3 separate regions of the Mus musculus genome follow, and all the other regions are linked to region 2. A link is a contact called in public promoter capture Hi-C data. All regions are on one chromosome and are shown on one strand. The core of a region is the stretch at or near the end of the contact, and the rest is flanking DNA. Distances in the headings are between cores, read along the strand shown. Region 1 holds the start of Inafm1 (InaF motif containing 1). Region 2 holds the start of Ptgir (prostaglandin I receptor (IP)). Region 3 holds the start of C5ar2 (complement component 5a receptor 2).

Region 1 (2,700 bases), core at 70-2,569, 630 kb before region 2:
CAGTTTTGGTTTGGTTCAGCTATATGCTCCACACTTCCAAAGCAGCAAATGTCACCACCCAAACCAGGACAAGCTAGCTTACGGGTGACATCCTCTACCCCTGCCATTGCAAACTATACCAACTGCAGTTTCCAGCACGCACCACTGTCTCCGAAGCTATACGAGATGACACCCCGAAAACTGGTAAGGCCTTTACAGTATCTGACCTTCAATGGCCCCGAAAACTGGCAAGCCGCTTCTCCCCATTCCAACCCAAAAATTACATGTGAGCAATGAGAGAGGAAAGCCTTTAAGGCCGCGCGGCCACGGAGCTAGAAGGGACCAGCGGCCGAGGCCAACGACCACAGACCAGGTAAGCCAGCTGAGGCTGGAGTTTATTGCCGATGAGCGCTGAGTCCCGGGAAGGAGCAAGGTGGAATAAGGTCGGGCAGGATCAGGACCGCGGCAAGGAGAGAGGCGGCGCCGCGCAGGCGAGGCCCGGTGGTGCAGATAGACAGACGCAGGCCACGGTGGGGGCGGGCCAGACTATCCAGGCGCTCGGCGCGCGGTCTCCCGCGTCGCTCCCGGAGCTGGGCGGCGACTGTGGCGGCGACTCCGTGGCAGTCCTGGCTGCGGTCGTGGCCCGCCGGAGGCCCCAAGCAAACAGGATGCGGGTGCGGCCGGAGGCGGGGCGGGCGGTGCTGCTCGAGCACACGGAGCGGCCGCAGCGCTGGGCAGGGGGTCGGCGGGGCCCGCAGGCGGCCGCGTGGGAACCCAGATGAGCCCGTAGTACACAGCAAGCAGCACAGCGGCCAAGGACACACACAGGAAGTAGGCGCAGACAGGGGCGAGCCGCAGCCATCGGCCACGGGGACCCTCGCTCAGCCCCGTACCACCCGGGCTCTCGCCACCACTGCCCACGCAGCTCGAGCCCCGCATCGCGCTGCCCACTCAGCCTGCACCGACCCCGCCCCCACCCCAGGACCGCCTCAAGCAAGCCACGCCCCTTCCAGGACCACGCCTTGTCAGACAGCACCCCCCCCCCAGCTCAGCTACATCCTAGACACGCCCCTACCGCCTCTGACCCACCACTATCAAGATTTCTTAGCTCTACCCCCTCAAGGCCACGCCCACTCGCTCTTCTCCCGCCCTAGCTGTCACATTTCCAACCGCCTATTCCTGTTTTCTACCTCAGCCCTCTCCGCGCTAATCGAACCCCTTCCTTCTTCGACCGACTGCAGCTCTGCACACTAGCATCCCTCTGCCCGCCGGAGCTAAGGTTCCTACTCTGTTGAAGCCGGAGGCCTACGGAGCTTCTGAACGCTAGCCCCGCCCACCGAGCCCCGGCCCCGGCCCTCCCAGTCTCACATCCCTGGACTACTACGAGAGTTCCGAGACCCAGTTCCCTCCATCACCCCTGCTGGCCCCTTCCCCAGCAACTCCGCACCAGCGTAAACTTCTGTTCCCTAGAGGCGAGGGATCCAGGGTGGACTGCAGGGAGGAGAGCAGCCAGCCTGGGAGCCAGGCAAACCTGCGCTGCCGCCCCTCCCAGCAGCATCTTCAGGACTGCGAGACGGCCTGCGGGGTGGGAGGAGAGAGGTGTGAGGATGAGAGGAGCACTCTCGTCCCGCCTCTTCCGCCAGCCAAGCACAGCAGCCTAGCCTGATCAGCTAGCAGCACAGTTCAAAGGTTGGCGGTAGCACGCGTTTAATTCAATCCCTAGCTGCAGGTTCCTGCACACCCAGGCCTCACAGGGACTGACTCCGAGGGTTCGACCAGACGAGTGCGGTCGGACTGGCACCACTGGGTCCTCAGCGAATTTAGAAGACTCCCCTCGGGCCGGGCTCGTTGCTAACCTGCTTCCTCCCCCACTAAGTTTAACCCTGGCCTGGACGGAGTGTAGCAGAAGCAGAGGAGCTGAAGGTTAGTACAGAGCGAGGCACCCTGGTCTGCTGGCGCTGTCAGCGGGCAGCCCCCGGCGGCGGAGCAGCCGCCACCACCTTGCAGAAACGCACCCTCTGGAAGTCTGTGATCTCCGCCGTCTCCTGGCCCTCGGGGCCCACCTCTAAGGAGACAAAAAGCGGTAAATGGAGGACCAGCCTGCCCGACCCACCCTATCCCGCACCTCAGTCAAACCCACCTACAACTTGGCCTCCAGCTTACTCGACCCTCAGGAGGCCCCTGAAGCAGGAGCCCCTCCAATCTAACCCTGTTGACTACTGGGAAGTGCTAGTGTAATGAGCTCATCCACTCCTCCCAGGACCCCAAACTATCCTGTTTGGCCTGGCCCCTTTCCGAAGATGTCCTTGGCTTCCACTCTCACTATTCCTTTGACAGCCTTTCCTGGCCTCTGCTCCACATCTTATTCTACTGCAGGGGAACTAAAAGATGAACACAAGCAGTAACCTGGCTGATCACGTTAAAGTGACCAAGATCAGTCTCTTGCTTCTACTACGTGGGATCTAAAATCCCACTATGGTCTGACCCAAAACCGCTAACCCTGCCTTCAGATAAGTCTTAAGAGCCGGCTCATTCATTAGTTAAAGTCGTTCCTACCTTTAATTAACCATGTTTTACTTTTACAGGATCTCTAACCAAAATCCAGTTTCAAGCTCAAAATCCTATCGCGTCACCCTCTTACCTCTGGGAATATTCAGATTTCAAATCCCACTTTTAGCTCCTTCCCTGAGCCCAACTTCTTCCTTGCCCAGCGTTCAAAGT
Region 2 (2,700 bases), core at 169-2,668:
TTTATCCCAGGAACCCACAGGGTGGAGAGACAGAGACAGAGAGAGACAGACAGACAGACAGACAGACTCGGGGTGGGGGAAGAGAGAGAGAACTGAGACTCCTGCAAGTTGTCCTCTACACCATGAAATGGGTGCACCCATACACACACGCACAAGCACACACACACACACACACACACACACACACACACACACAATCTTTTTGCTTTTTTAAGGTTAAGGTCATTTTTTGGTTACATAGAAAGTTTGAGGCCAGCCTTGGCCACGTGAAATCTGTTTAAAAAAACAGCAGAGCAGCAGCAGCAGCAGCAAGAACAGATTTTTTAAAAAAAGAAAAGAAAAGAAAAGAAAGGAAAAGAAAAGAAAGGAAAGGAAGCCACACAAGGTGACTGGGGTCTCTAAGGTCCCCTCTGACCCTCCAGCAGGAACTGTGGAGTCAGTGAAGGTCCCATCACCTCTGTACTGACAGCTGGGCTGACACTGATCTGAGGGAGGCGGCATGGTCGGGGGAGGGTGTTGCTGAGGGAGGATGGGTGGAGCCTTGTGTGTGGGAGCAGAGCTGGAGCCTGAGATGGCTATCCATCGCCAAAGTGTTAGTATCGGAAGTCAGTGTCGTGAGCGGTGACTGGGGCCTGGAAGTGCTATGGTGCGAAGTAAAGGTCAACCTTTAATGGTGGGTCACCAAAGCCCTGTGAACTGCAGACCATGCATGGACTGTGCGTCCTGAGCTAGGAGCCCATGGATGAGGTCTGGTCAGGCGGCCTCCTTCTTCAACTCCTGGAAGGAGTGAATTGTGTCCAGGGACCAGGACTCTCCATGGTGTCTGGAAAACACTACATCATGGGGGAATTTCCTGGTCATTTCTCAATCCCAGGGCCAGGGCCTAACCCCAGGGCCTGAAGCCCAGAATAGCTCTCAGAGGCTGTTCACACACAGTTCAGGCCATGGCTAAGCTGGAGAACCACTCAGCACTAGGACCTGTCTGGCTTCCTTGGGTTGGTGGTGGTGGTGGTGGTGGTGGTGAGGTTCTGATACTAGGTAACACGAAGAGGGACTTAGATATGAATGCATTTGGAGAGGGGTGGGGCAGACAGACACAGAGGTAGAGACAGACAGACAGACATAGAGATGAGATGCTGGGGAGGGGGCACGTATGAAAAACAGAAAAGGTTGAGTGGGGGTGGAGGTGGCAGCAGGTGACTGTGCTGTGGACTGTATGAGGAAGAGGCAGGAGGAGAGGCAGAGGCAAGAGACGGATACTCAGAGCAGGAGATGGGGTACAAGCCAGGGAAAGCAGGCAGGGAGCCCGAGGGGGCCTCTGGAGACCAGCACAGGGGGAGGAGGGCGGGGCAGAGAGGAAATGAAAAAAGCTGGGGCGAGGAGGCAAGATGAGGAGGGAGGGGGAGGGCGGGCCCTAGGAGGGAGAAGCTGACAGAGATCTACACAGACTCGCACACAGACAGGAGAGACTGAGGGACTTCAGAAGGCAGAGGTGCTGGAGGGTCTAGAAAGCAGAAATGTCAAGGAGGTGACAGAGAAGTGTAGAGGAAAGAACAGGGGGTAGGGGACAGGGAACACTGAGGCACAAAGGGACAAGGACCTGACAGAGAAGGAAAGAAACAGGAGAGGGACAGACACAGGAGAAGACAGAAACAAAAGACAGAAACACACGGGCAACTGGGAATTGACTGGCAGATCCCAGATCCTATGAAGATGATGGCCAGCGATGGACATCCTGGACCCCCTTCTGTCACTCCTGGGAGCCCTCTCAGTGCAGGTGGCAGAGAGTGGCAGGGCATGGCAGGCTCCTGCTGGAATATCACCTACGTTCAAGACTCGGTAGGACCTGCCACCAGCACGCTGATGTTCGTGGCTGGTGTAGTGGGCAACGGGCTGGCATTGGGCATCCTGGGTGCCCGACGGAGGTCACACCCATCGGCCTTTGCGGTGTTGGTCACTGGGCTGGCGGTGACGGATCTGCTGGGCACGTGCTTCTTGAGCCCTGCAGTGTTTGTGGCCTATGCTCGAAACAGCTCTCTGCTGGGCCTGGCCCACGGTGGGACGATGCTGTGTGACACTTTCGCCTTCGCCATGACGTTCTTCGGCCTGGCCTCCACGCTCATCCTCTTTGCCATGGCTGTGGAGCGGTGCCTGGCACTCAGTCACCCCTACCTGTACGCCCAGCTGGACGGGCCGCGCTGCGCCCGCTTTGCCTTGCCTTCCATCTACGCTTTCTGCTGCCTCTTCTGCTCACTGCCCCTGCTGGGCCTGGGCGAGCATCAGCAGTATTGCCCAGGGAGCTGGTGCTTCATCCGCATGCGTTCCGCCCAGCCTGGCGGCTGTGCCTTCTCCCTGGCCTACGCCAGTCTCATGGCCCTGTTGGTGACCTCCATCTTCTTCTGCAACGGCTCCGTCACTCTCAGCCTCTATCACATGTACCGCCAACAGAGACGCCACCATGGCTCGTTTGTACCGACCTCTCGGGCACGAGAGGATGAAGTTTACCACCTGATTCTGCTGGCCCTCATGACCGTCATCATGGCCGTGTGCTCCCTGCCTCTCATGGTGAGTGTCCCTCGGAGCTGGGGTGCAGGGGGAGGAGTGGAGGGCAGCATCCATCTGTGCTCTCCACTTGTCGTGTCTATTTGACAGATGTGAAAACCGAGGCTCAGAAAGGGTCAGATGGTGACTTTGTGTTCC
Region 3 (2,700 bases), core at 91-2,590, 660 kb before region 2:
ATAGCCACATTCAGTAGTATATGTATGTGATGCCAGCGTTCAGAAAGGAAGACAGCCAGGGAGTCAAAATCCCTGGAAACGTGGGCCAGCTGGCCTTTGCCATTACAAGCAACAAGAGACTCTGTCTCAAAGTAGAAAGGAAAGCTCTAGAATTAAGGCTAGCCTCTGACCTTCAAATACAAACTGTGACTCTCACAGGCCCATGTGCACAGATATTTAAAGTGAAAATTATTATTAGATATTTATTATTATTATTTGTAGTAGTAGTAGTAATGACAAGAACAAAAAAGAAGTTGGCTATAGTGGCTGGGTTTGGTTTGGTTTGATTTGGGTTGGGTTGGGTTTGAGACAGGGTCTCACGTAGGCCAGAGTGACTTCAAACTCACAGATTTGCTTTCCTCAGCTTCCCAATTGTGGGAATTAAAGTGTGCCCTAGAGTACACTGTCTTAAACTATACACCTACAGCATGGTGCAGGCTTAGGACACCGAGCAGGACATGGCCTCAACCCTGACATGGACTCTCGTCACTCAGCAGTTCCTGATGGTCGTCTTTCTCTCTGAGCCTTGCTTAAGGCTGAGAAGGATGCGGTCACAAATTCTTCTGTTGATATTTAGAGCATAAAGTCATGTTGTTAGAGGAAATTGCTTCTGGGTCAAGGCACTACAGATTCTGTGATGCAGGCCTCTCCTCTCTCTCTCTCATCCTGAAAGGCCTCAGTGTTCTCCACACCTCAACATGGGAGACTTACCTGGTCAACAGATGTGCCAAGATGATAAAAGGTCTGGAGCAGTGCACAGCTCAGTGTTAGGATATTTGCCTAGAATCCTCCAGCAAAGGATTGGGGGCCTGGCTCAACAGAACCAAGAACTCACCAATGAGGGGCTGGGAGTGTGGCTCAGTAGTAGAGCTAGGGCTAGGGCTCCTCAGGTGAGAGTGCTTGCTGCTGAGAGCGGTACCTATGAACCACCTCTCCAGGGCCCTCCCTTTCCTTCCACCTTGTGTTTAGAGACCAAGGCTCTCAACTTGCTCTAGATGCTCACTGATTAACCCAGGCCTGCTGGTCAGCAAGCCCTAGAGATCCATCTGTCTCACTCTCCCGTGCTGAGGTTACAAACACAACCCACCGTGCCTCTGTACCAGGCAAATCCATAGCCTGGGCTGGAACGCATATCCTTATGTTTAAATGGCAAACACTTTACTCACTGACCCGTCTCCCAGCCCCTCATATTTCATCCCAGAAGACTCTACTGCAATGTAACAGCTTCCTGGATGTGAGCTCCCGGAGGTCACCGTTACAAGGGAAGGCGGCTCTGGCCCCAGGCCTTGGAGCCCTGCATCTGAAGAACAGATAGGTGTGTAAGACCCAAGGGTCCAGAAGGCTGGGGCTGGGGGAGGAGAAAGAACACACTAGAGTCCGCCAAGCTCTCAGCCCACTTCCTTTCCTGCTCACTTCCCCTTCCAACCCTGTTGACATAAGCAGATTCCACAGGCCACACATTTGGCAATCCCCTGGACTCTGCAAACTTCTGTTTTGAGCTGCGTTGCTTAACCCTGACCTGCCTGGGAGTCACCTGGGGTGGGGGTCTCTCAACATGACCACCACCTGCTGTATGTCCAATTCCTTCCTTCCTTCCTTCCTTCCTTCCTTCCTTCCTTCCTTCCTTCCTTCCTTCCTGTCTTTCTTTCTCTTTCTTTCTTTCTTTCTTTCTTTCTTTCTTTCTTTCTTTCTTTCTTCCTTCCTTCCTTCCTTCCTTCCTTCCTTCCTTCCTTTCTTTTAGATTAATTTATTTTTGCCTTTGGTGCATGAGTGGTTTGTCTGTATATCTGCGTGCTACACACCATGCCTGTGGAGGCAAGGAAACTGCATCAGCTCCCCTGGAACTGGAGCTACAGACAGTTGTGAGCTGCCCTGTGGGTTCTGGGAAGGAAACCTCAGTCCCCTGGAGGAGCAGCAGCCAATGCTCTTAAACCACTGAGCATCCCTTTTTGTCTCGTTTTGGTTTTAAACTGGCCTCTCTCTGCAGCCTGAACTCACGGAGGTCCACCTATGGCCGTCTCCCAAATGCTTGTTACCAAGCCTGGCTGGGATTTTTGTTGTTGTTTGTTTGTTTGTTCATTTGTTTTTGTTTGTGTTTTCAGACAGAGGCTCATGTAGCCCAGAATGGCCTCATGTAGCCCAGGCTAGCCACAAACTCTCCTTGACTAGATGAGCCTCCTGCCTCTACCTCCTAAATCCACCATGCAGATTTAGTTTCTTTGTGTGTATATATTTGTTTTATTTTGAAACCAAGTCTCACTTGGACTGACCTGGAGCTCACTAAGTAGCTGGCCTCAAACTCCCAGAGGTCTGCCTGCATCTGTGTCTGGAGTGCTGGAATTAAATGCATGTACCACCACACCCAACCACTATTGGAGATTTTATTCAGTGCAGGGGACTGAACCAGAGGCTTGTGCGTGTTAGGCCAGCATGCTACCTACTGAACTGAAACACTGTATCCTGGGCCCAGCTTACATATTATATATAATTTTATATGTATGGGTGTTTTGCTTGCATGTATGTCCAGCATGTGTGGGCTTGGTGTCCAAGGCAGCCATTACAAATCATTAGGAGACACTATGTGGATGCTGGGAACTGAACTAATCCTTTAAAACAGTAGTTCTCAACCTTCATGATGCTACGACCTATGACCCTTAAATA

Evidence for each region. Capture Hi-C pulls out chosen DNA fragments and counts their contacts.
Region 1: a promoter capture Hi-C map of adipose tissue shows a contact between it and region 2. The contact joins the promoter of Inafm1 here to the promoter of Ptgir in region 2. A contact is called at or near these places in 2 of 115 datasets of contacts at active chromatin or transcription factors (bone marrow-derived dendritic cells and large pre-B cells) and 2 of 9 other capture datasets (adipose tissue and liver).
Region 3: a promoter capture Hi-C map of liver shows a contact between it and region 2. The contact joins the promoter of C5ar2 here to the promoter of Ptgir in region 2. A contact is called at or near these places in 3 of 39 promoter capture datasets (cranial neural crest, frontonasal cranial neural crest and hippocampal neurons) and 1 of 9 other capture datasets (liver).

The regions. Positions count from the first base shown.
Region 1 is chr7:16,272,373-16,275,072 of GRCm38.p6, forward strand. Inafm1 (InaF motif containing 1) reads right to left here and starts at 1,320. Exons shown (of 1, transcript NM_001136270.1): 1 at 1-1,320. The coding sequence starts at 918. The coding sequence ends at 526. Ccdc9 (coiled-coil domain containing 9) reads right to left here. Exons shown (of 14, transcript NM_001382411.1): 14 at 1,670-2,044. The coding sequence ends at 1,941.
Region 2 is chr7:16,905,072-16,907,771 of GRCm38.p6, forward strand. It overlaps Ptgir (prostaglandin I receptor (IP)), which reads left to right and starts at 1,419. Exons shown (of 2, transcript NM_008967.3): 1 at 1,419-2,565. The coding sequence starts at 1,714.
Region 3 is chr7:16,242,814-16,245,513 of GRCm38.p6, forward strand. C5ar2 (complement component 5a receptor 2) reads right to left here and starts at 1,341. Exons shown (of 2, transcript NM_176912.5): 1 at 1,210-1,341.